Linked DNA regions of Acanthopagrus latus: region 2 is linked to region 1. Evidence: chromatin contacts called from public Hi-C data. All regions are on one chromosome and are shown on one strand. Each heading gives the region's core, a stretch centred on a gene start, on an enhancer-like site or on the middle of the called end of the contact. The rest is flanking DNA. Distances are from core to core; before and after follow the strand shown. Region 1 holds the start of LOC119013442 (coiled-coil domain-containing protein 134-like). Region 2 holds the start of LOC119014450 (MICAL-like protein 1).

Evidence for each region. Hi-C and Micro-C count contacts between places; a contact is called where the count stands out from the background.
Region 2: a contact with region 1 is called in a Hi-C map of muscle, with 7 times the contacts expected there. The contact joins the promoter of LOC119014450 here to the promoter of LOC119013442 in region 1. A contact is called at or near these places in 2 of 4 Hi-C or Micro-C datasets (liver and muscle).

What each region holds. Positions count from the first base shown.
Region 1 is chr23:6,342,794-6,347,731 of fAcaLat1.1, reverse strand. LOC119013442 (coiled-coil domain-containing protein 134-like) reads left to right here and starts at 2,353. Exons shown (of 7, transcript XM_037087981.1): 1 at 2,353-2,672. LOC119013439 (meiosis inhibitor protein 1) reads left to right here. Exons shown (of 33, transcript XM_037087978.1): 33 at 516-1,220. The coding sequence ends at 570.
Region 2 is chr23:6,476,152-6,481,089 of fAcaLat1.1, reverse strand. It overlaps LOC119014450 (MICAL-like protein 1), which reads left to right and starts at 2,642. Exons shown (of 15, transcript XM_037089632.1): 1 at 2,642-3,361; 2 at 3,844-3,892; 3 at 4,059-4,200; 4 at 4,530-4,582; 5 at 4,695-4,837. The coding sequence starts at 3,198. It overlaps LOC119013937 (ADP-ribosylation factor-binding protein GGA1-like), which reads right to left and starts at 1,754. Exons shown (of 17, transcript XM_037088854.1): 1 at 1,657-1,754; 2 at 466-550. The coding sequence starts at 1,699.

The sequences.
Region 1 (4,938 bases), core at 1,104-3,603:
GCAGAGAATCTTCATTGATTTTTTTTCTGGTGATTTATTGAATGCCTGTGTTGTGCTTTCTCACTTAATCTCCTCGAAAGCGTGTTGTATAACATGGCGTTGTTACTGTATTTCAGTCAGCGTTGGTACTTAAGGGCCGAGTACATCTGTTGTGCTGATTGACTCCCTCTCTCACACACATACGCACACACACTTATTCCTTTCACCCACCCACACACTCTCATATACTCAGTCTATGTCTATTCAGTTTGATATCAGCTCTGTTGGCTATTGTTATAATATAAAAACAGTCATGTCCCACTAATAGTAAATAAATATGCCCAACAACTGTGTTTAAAGCAGTAAAATGATACAAAAAATACTAGTTGGAACTATTTTATGCACAGTAAAATCAATGTAATTGAAACCTAATTATAGTTTCCCTTTTGGATCATTCCCTTCCAAACATTAGCTATATCACATGTACACACCTACTCTGTCATTTTGCTTCATCATTCCTTAACTACCACCTTCAGCCATGTTGGAGATGTGTCCATTTGTCTGTCTGACTTTACAGTGAAAGCAGGCTGATGTTTCAGCAAACTGATTATACTATGCCGATGTTGTTATGCCATCAATTTGGCTACTTATTTCTTGTTCAGTCATTGTTACATTTCATTAATTCCTATAATTGTGTTTACGTTCTGATCTGAAGGAAGCATCAGAGTGTCTGTGCTTCTTTCTAGGGCACATAATAGACAACACAGTCAGACACCGATGCTCACTCGCAGTTTTTATGTTTACATGTTGAGTTTTGAAACTGTGGCGTGATAGAAATTGTCGAGCTGAAACTACCATTCGTGTCATTTATTATTTCTCTGTGGATTCTGTAACAAGTCTTTAATTCAAGCAAAGGAAGACTACTGTTAAATTAAAATGCTGCGAGTTCCAGGGGTTGTGAACAAAAGCTTGAAGGACACGTTTGCCGATATAAAAGCAGAAATCACTATGTGAGAATGGGTTTGACAGTGGCTGTGAGGTGGTCAGGGGAAGCAGCTGTTGCTTATGTGCTTGGGCAGTGTTAGTAATGGTGGCAAAAGTATGCAGAAAATCTGTGGTCATTTTTTTTCTCAAGAGGATCCTTAACTGTAATGTACACTGATGAAATTATTCAAATATTCCAGGAAGCTAACAAATGATAAATAAATGCATTTCAGGTGTTGTTTCAGTCAGATAGAACAGGTTGTCTTGTACTTCAGTGACAAAGTGAATAAGGTTTTCTTTCTTGGAAATATGTACTCTTAAGCATTCACATCACCAAAGCAATATGCTTTAAATAATCATCACGTACAGATACAGAATTGCAATTCTAAATTTACTGTCTTAATATCGCCCATGTGTATATATAGAGCTGCACAACAAAAGCTCAATAGGGTAGAGATCTGGTGGCTGCGTGGGCCACTCCCTCATAGACTGTTCTTCCCTAAATAGTTCTTACATAGTTTGGAGCTGTGCTTTGTTGCAAAAACACAGTGGTGATAGCCTTCCTTCTCAAAATCCATTTAACCCTGTACAATTCTCCCAATTTACCAGCACCAAAGCAACTCCAGATGGCCTTGAGCACTCCTCCATCTTATCATCACTTGTCCTCTTGTGCAACACAGCCTCCCATTTCTCTTTCTATTTTGGTTAGAGCTGTGTTGCACTGTTCTGTAGTACACACCGTTGAATGAGATCTGCAGTTTCTTGGCAGTTTCTCACACAGAATAGCCTTCTCGGCTTTAAGAATAGACCGACAAGTCTCAGAGGGTAGGAGGTTTTTTTTTTTTTTCCCAGGCCATTTTGAGACTATAATCAAACCCTCAATGATAATAACTACCCCAAGGATGGCCGATTTTATTGCTTTCTTGATAGTTTTACATAACATATTACACAAAGGTTTTCTAATGCTTAATTGGCCTTTCAGCAACTGGGATAAGCTAACAGTGTGCCACTGGATCCTCAGCACACCTACATTCCATCACAAATCAGACAGTCTAACCCTAACCCAGTTAAAGAACATGAACAGTGTATGGCCTGTATTTGTTGTTCAATTTAATGTTAATTTAATTTAGAAAAAAATGCCTTTGTTTCCAAATTACGGGCATTTTTTAGCAGTATTATACACTGATATATACTGTACACAGACAGGATAGATAGATAGATAGATAGATAGATAGATAGATAGATAGATAGATAGATAGATAGATAGATAGATAGATAGTGTTTGTTTGCATGGTTAGCAAGTTGTCAGCACTGAAGCATCATTATTTCAGAGAGAGCACATGAAGGAAACGGAACGCAGCCCATGCTCTGGTGGTGTGTCTCTTTAAACCCTCCGTGCGGAAACAACATCCTCCTCCTCCGTGTTTGAGCGCCCGCTGGCTGTCATTTGTCCAAGACGATCCAGCCGGTGCGATCGTGGCGCTGGCAGAGTGGAGGAGCGAGAGCCGCATGTAAATGAACACCTCCACCTTCGCGTCGCTGTTACCTGAGGATCGATCGGGACAGACGGACTGTCCCGTCACCCCCTCATCACCGAGCTGACCTCAGACGTCTTGTTTGGAGATAAAGAGGTTAAACTGCACTACTTTGGAGCAAAAGCTGCCGGATAATCGCTGCCGTGTGGCGCCGCCGTTTCTCGATACAGCACGGTGAGTGATACGCGAGTTTCGTGGCTCCAGTGTCCAGCGCTTTATCGGTTTGATCTCCGGTGCTGGACGCCGGTTGATGGATCCGGCGGCGGGGCATACAGCCGAGATGACAAGCGGGATCGATTTGTCGAGGAGCGACTTCAAATACTTGGTTAATTCCAAAAAGCACACCCCTTGAGGAAAATCTTATACGTATAAACGGGATGTAACAATGCGGAGTTGTTCTATATCACCAGTAGATGAGGTCTTACATCACAGCTTCACAATTGACGTTTAATTATGGGCTGAAAATTGAGCAAATTGACTCATCATTTCCTGTAGACAGTCGCGCGGCTGAAGGGGACGCGGGTCAGGTAGAGTACATGCAGTCAATTAGGCAATGTGTGATTTATGGTCCACATGACAATCTTTATCCAGACTCTGCCATCATCATCACCATTACGCATGTCCGTGGCCATGCCTCTGCATGAGTGATAACCAAAGGAGAGCCTGGGAGATCGAAGCGGAGCGAGAGAGGATGTGTCAGTCCTTGAACCTCAAACCTCCCACAGCAGGCTGGCAGCCTGAGGGGAATCTAGATCCACTCCTGCTGCACATCCAGAGCAATCTGATAAGCATCTTGTGTGCTCCATCCTCTGAGGAGTCACTAACACCTCAAGGGTCAGTTTTACCTCTCGAAATGAATGTCACAGAGTTGGTTAGTTTACAGTGTGGACTGCTTCCCACCGTTGATTAAAGATTATTTTCAAGATATTTGTTTCCTGCTCTTTTCCCCCGGGATTAGAGAAATTGCAGGTTGCTGGTGCGTGGAAGAATATCAGATCCGTGTTTTCATATCACAGGGAATTCCAGCGCAGAGTGGAGCTATCTTCAGGGGTCTGTAGTATGATAAGTTGTGGTAGCCTACAGATCTGACAAACCTGGAACCTGGATCTCCCACACAGGAAATCAGACTTCAGCCTCTCCTGCCATGGCAGATTGTTGTTGGCACAGAGGAAAAGTCTCCTCGGGCCAAGAGATTTACATGAGTTTACGGCTCCAGCGATAACTACTCTGCCTTCAGACCTCCCCGCGGCAAACACACCTCATCCAACATAAGCGCCAATCGGGAAGAGGCCCTCCCGCCTTGGATACAGAACATCAGGTCTTGTTGAGAGAAAGCCACCCGGTCCAGGATTCAACAGGAGCGAATGTGAATGTGGACATCTTGCGGAGCAGCTGTGTTGTATACATTCTGTGCGCTGGGCAGATCTGTGTATGGCACAGGCTGTTTCTACACTTCAAGCAAAAACGCTGGGGGAAGGAGGGTTGATCTCCTCGCTGCTCTCTCGAGTGGATCTAAATATCTGTCAGACATCTCATTTCTCCCTAAGCAGCGCAACTAACATTGTTGTGTTTCATAGTCAACCCCCATCTGGTCAGGCCATGGCCAAATGTAATCTGATCTCAAGACGTCAGTGTAGATTTTCCTACGTCCTTTTAAAATGATGGGCCTGTGTAATCAGGGTTGCCTGCTTACAGTTAATGGATGCATTTAGACCCTCATTCCTGTGCTGCCTATTCCACATTAAGGATGATTTATCCGCTGTTAATGTCCTTCTTGCACTACTTCTTAAAGTCTCAGCACTTTGCCCTATCGCGTGGAAACGTTAACAGCTCCAGGATGTATGTGTTGACTGCATTAAATTGTGCCAGCGGCGATAACCTTTTTGCTCATAAATATCTGTCAGAGCGACATGGCTGACTGCTCGGAAGCACACAGGACCATCAAATACCCCGACGAGCCGCTGCCACAGGAGAGACAAGGCCCCCTTTCCTTAGCTGTTATCTAGAAATATTGAGGCTTTCGACCAGCACTTAAGGATATTTAGTGCGGCATTTCTCAGAGAGCTGGGAAGCTACCCAAAAGATGTTCTCAGAATGCACAAATTGGCCTTAATCGAACATTGTCTTCACTCAGCTGTCTTCAGGAACACTTGTTTCTGCTGACTCTGTGAGAAAAAAAAAAGTTGTCCTATGGTTTTATTTTTAAATGAGACACTTCGGTCCGCAGAGACCAACACTTGAAGCCAAAGTGGCTGAGACAACTGAGGGAAGTTTGAAGGCTTCGTTGTCAGTGCCGTCTTTTGCTGATCTGGAACAATATCTTGAGATCTACCTCACGATTTCTTGAAGCGTCGTCAATCTTTTTCGCAGGCTGTGGCGTAAAAGCAAAGCTGTTGTAAAGCAGGAGGATGTTTTAGTGTGAAATGATCGCTGCTGGTCC
Region 2 (4,938 bases), core at 1,393-3,892, 130 kb before region 1:
CATTTATTTGTTATTTTCTTAATCATCATCATTGTGGTGCTTTTAAGAATGTTTTCAGGTTATTAAGGAAATTAACACCAATAAAAATTAGTAAGCCAAATTAACCCAATAATGATTTCTTACATAACTGACAGTTATAATAATGATTGAGGTCTGTCTAATTGCTCTTTATTGCACTTGTTATTGAGATGCAATTTCCCACACCTCAACAGAAAATGAGGCTTTTATATGTTTTATTTCTTATATCTTTACAGGCATAGTGCTAGGAGAATGATGATTTGATTCATATTCAGCACAGAAGATTTCAGTTGCATGTGCCAAATTGAACTCATTATTGTTTGATTTACTTTAAATTCAAGGAAGGAAAATAGACCACCATTGATAGAAAAAAATAAACACAAGTTGAATCAGCGTCAACAAGACTATAATCATTCAAGTAAGAAGCACAAAACAATGTCCTCTTACCCCTCCAAATCATTGTTGAGCTGGTCACAAAAGGCATGGATGCTGCTCCAGTCTGTGTCTCTGTTGAGTGGGTTTGTGGCTCTGTCTGAAATGTCAGCAAATGTGATGTCAGGCAAAAAGACGTGGTTATATCAGAATGTTGTTAATGTGGTTTAAGATAACATACATGTCTGTCATTTTGGTTAAATAATATTTGTAATGTTAAATAACACAGGTTGCATTATTAATGACATGAAGGATTATATTACTATAAAGACGAATTATCTTTCTGGATTGGTTTAATGTTTTCTTCTGTGTAAATACAACAGTGAACATCTCTATCTGTTCAGTTGTTTCTACATCCAGCTGCCACTTTATTAAGTACATCTATCCAAAACTAATATAGTCTTCTTTAATTATTGTGGGTAACAAGTTGGTCGGCAAACAGAGTTTAATTTACCATTTTTTTACAGTTTTAACACAAACATAATCTCATTGCACAACGTTGGCACTGTTTCATTTTTAGTTTCCATCAATCTGTTTCTGGTTGGTGTTTCGCTTTTAGATTTATATTTGAATAAGAGCATCAACACTCACTCCAAAATGTGTTCACGTTATAGAGATGATGAGTGGAAATTTGTAAAGATTTTGGCATATAAAACTTAAACTAAAACACCCAAGAGAGTCCAAGAAGGCCTCGAGGCTTCCCAAGTGACTCCTTCATTAAAATTCATTAAGTCTCTGCCACATAACGCCAACATGCCACCGTGCAGAGAGAAATACACAGGGCAGGTGCTAACCGAGTGTCACGTTAGCTAGCTTACTGTCGGTAGTCGCACTGTGTCACTGTCTCGTCTAGAACTTTCTTACGAGGCCAGAGCTTTGACATTAAAATAATAAAGCCTGTGTGATTAAAATTGAAGGGGCCCGTATTCTTGTCGCTCACTAAGGTTCCCTAGTTGAGCTATCGCGCCGTCAAGCTAATGCTACGCCTGGCTGTGTTGTGTGTTGACAGCTGGCAAGCACAGCAGCTCCAGTGCTAGGTTAACGTTAGCATCCTGGATGTGACGGCAGGGTCTCAGTCCCCTCTGCCGGGACACGCGCTGCTGTGGTGAGCTGTCATCTCACCGACGACAACTCGCGGATAATAATTTGTGAGTGTCTGTGTCTTCAGGCGACACTGGCTCGGCGGAATAAGTTTCAAATACTCACTGATACGAGACTCCAAACTCTCCGCATCGGGCGGCGCAGCCATCACTGCGAGATTTATGTGATGTGTCGGTGGGTCTCGCGAGGGACGAACACTAGCACGTAGAGGCGGAAGAGACAAAGAACTCGAAGGGATAGAAACTAAAAATATTTCAAAGCTTTTTTTAATATAATACTTACATTCAGTATTAAAACATATTAGTTTTACGTCTCGGATCCTCTCAATATACATACGCTTGCTGAAATTTACTTACAAGTGTACAACAACTGTAAATAGTAAGAAAACATTTTATCTTTTAAACTAATGTCTTTACCAAAGTTGCTAATTAATGCTTATTATTTGTGCTTGTATGCCACGTCAGCGTCAACGTCAATGAAAATATCTCTAATTATTAGAAATTAAAAAGTGTCAATTTGAATGGGTATAACCGTTCTAGCACATAGATTTCTATCAGTGTCCTGCGAGAAGCGAGATAACGGTCTCATACCGGAAGTCAAACTCCTTCACAATTAAAGCAGAACATTTAGTTAGTGTCGCTTTCAACATATTCTATAAACCAATAAGTGATAAAGCACGTTTTTATAATCACTTTATCACAGTTTCGTAACAAAACGTGTCGTATTTTGTCTCTTTGTTTTTTCTTTTTTTTCATTAATGCTGCTAGTTTGATTTAACTTGTTTGACCGGAAGTGTTTTGGTTTACTAACATAACAAAACTTCACTGAAACAAGTGGATGTGTTGTCCGAACACTGCAAAATAATTCTGTAGCCTGGAAATAAATATGCTCGGATAAAATCATATTGTTTGAACCATGAGATCTGTTCATTGATCAAAAATGGCAGTAACAGAAAGGAGGGATTGGAAATTGTATGTTTTAACGAGGCTGCAATGCATCATCATGTTTGGATTAAAAATCACAGGGTGTATCATATTTGTCAAGTCTGCGTCAAAGCAATAATCTTGTAATCAGAGACCTCTCTTTCCTAAATATAGAGAAGCAGCAGCTCTGCGTCTCCCTCTGGCGGCAGATATTGTGTATTTCAGTAAACGTGGAGCACAACAAGGTGGACTACGCCAAGTAACGGGATTTTATTTAAATTTACACCTCTTCTTTCAAAACGACCAGGACTTATGTGAACACTGCCAGATGTCTGGACGACAGTTCACTACATTCAGAAGTTCGATGGTGGTTCGCGGTGAAAAGTGACGATGTGTCGCCGTGAGTGAAATAAAACCGAGTGAGACTGAGAGGCTAACTTGTGGCTGTGGACACTGAGGCAAAGTGAAGTCGCTTCACATGCGCCGACACTTTTGTTTTTACCCGACAAAGCATAACGGGAAAATAACTTCCTTCCTGCTGCTTCACCAACTCAAAGTGCAGGTTTGACCGCAGGTTTTCTGCGAGCAAAAAAGGTAGTTACCAGGGTAATAGATGCTCGCTTCCTGTTTCCTCTTAGAAGAAGAAGAAGAAAAAGAAAGAAAAAGCTTGCGAGCTTCATTTGATGTACTCTAACTCATGAAGTGCCATGTTCACTCATCCCCATGTCAAAGATGACACGAGAAATGATTTCTCCGAAGGCTTTACGAGAGTGGTGCCGTGTCACATGCGCTCATTACCCCAAAGTGGAAATAAAAAACATGTCAACCTCATTCAGAGATGGACTCGCCTTTTGTGCCATCATCCACAGGCACAGACCTGACTTAATGTAAGTATACCACTTGTCAGCCCTGGGCCGATCTGCAGGTGCATGACTGGTACATTTCTAACATTACAAACACATTGTCTGTTTTGGGAGCCCTGAGACTGAATTGTCTTGTGTACTGGGGCTCCTCCTGATTGACTTACATGCTGCCTAATCTGGAGCAGAGCGGAACCTGCACACTGTCTCAAGGACTAATCTGCTCTCCTTTGCTTAATCTCTCTCTGTCTCTCTGATTAGCCTTCTCTTGTCCAGTTTAATGGGATTGGTTGGTTTGTTTTTACCTCTCACACACAGCCATTGAACCAGAATCATCTCATCTGATCTCTGATCTTTAACCGCATTTTACTCACACAGTGCTTTACGGCTGCGTACTCACTTGTTGACCACCATTCAGACAGGCAACTGTTCAGGTCTGTTGTGTGTTTTTGTGTCTTTTCCCCCATCAGTTAATCAGTCTCTCCATTTTCCTCCTCACCTTGCTCCAGAGATTTCAGCTCCCTCTCCAAAGACAATGTTTTTCAAAATAACAAGCTGGTGAGTCATGTCCTCCTATGTTTTTCACTCAAGCTATGATAACTCTGCTGGTGGGGTTTATTTCTCATAACTAACACAAAACACCATAACACAAAACTTCGGGGTAAGTGTTAGTCATGCAACCCCCTCTTCACATTTGTCTCTGTTTGTCTTCCGTCGTCTGTAGGCATTTGAGGTTGCAGAGACGAGGCTGGGCATCCCTGCTCTGCTGGACCCAAACGACATGGCTTCCTCCATGGTGCCTGATTGTTTGAGCGTCATCACCTACCTTTCCCAGTACTATTGTTTCTTCAACAGGAAGTGTTATGGTGGGTTAATTAGCGTCTCTCTACTCTCTCTTTAGAAGCAGTTACAACAGATATGCCAGCAGAGGTTTATTGTCTTGCTCAAGGGCACTTTATCAAAGCACGTGATAAGTGAAGGACACTACATGTTCAAAGGATTTTATCTGTGTTTTTTAGATGTACAAATCATGAACATGCTTTATTAGCAGTGTTTTGGGTGCACCATGGCCTTACACTCTGCACAGACAGCCAATGCCCTCCTCTGTTCAAAGCAAGACAGCACATCTTCTTTTCAAGGTCCTTGTTTGCCGAACCGCGCTCTATTTGCATGTCTTCTCTTGACTTTGAAGCAGGTCTTGCCAGTTCGAGGTCATCACATGTCACCATCTTAAACAGTCTCACAAAGGTAATAGCTGGCAGCCGTTTTTTTTTTTTATGCACGTATACTCCAGATGTGAACGCGCCTGTTTTCTCCTGGTGCTTGTCACCTCAGTTGCTGGTTTCTCTTCTCTTTTCAGAGTTCGACCAATCTCGAAACCAGCAGAGAGGATCGTTTATCCAACACGAGGCCAAAAACAGTGTGTCGTTTGTGTTTCAAGCCTGTCCACCTCATACAGCGACATTGGATCGACGGAAAGGTCTACCATCGCAGCTGTTTCAGGTAACAGCACTGTTCATGAGGTAACAGCAGCGTTTTTTTTTGTTGTTGGTTTTTTTTTTTGCTTCTGTCAGGTCTCTAGATCCAGATTTATCAAGGCTGTG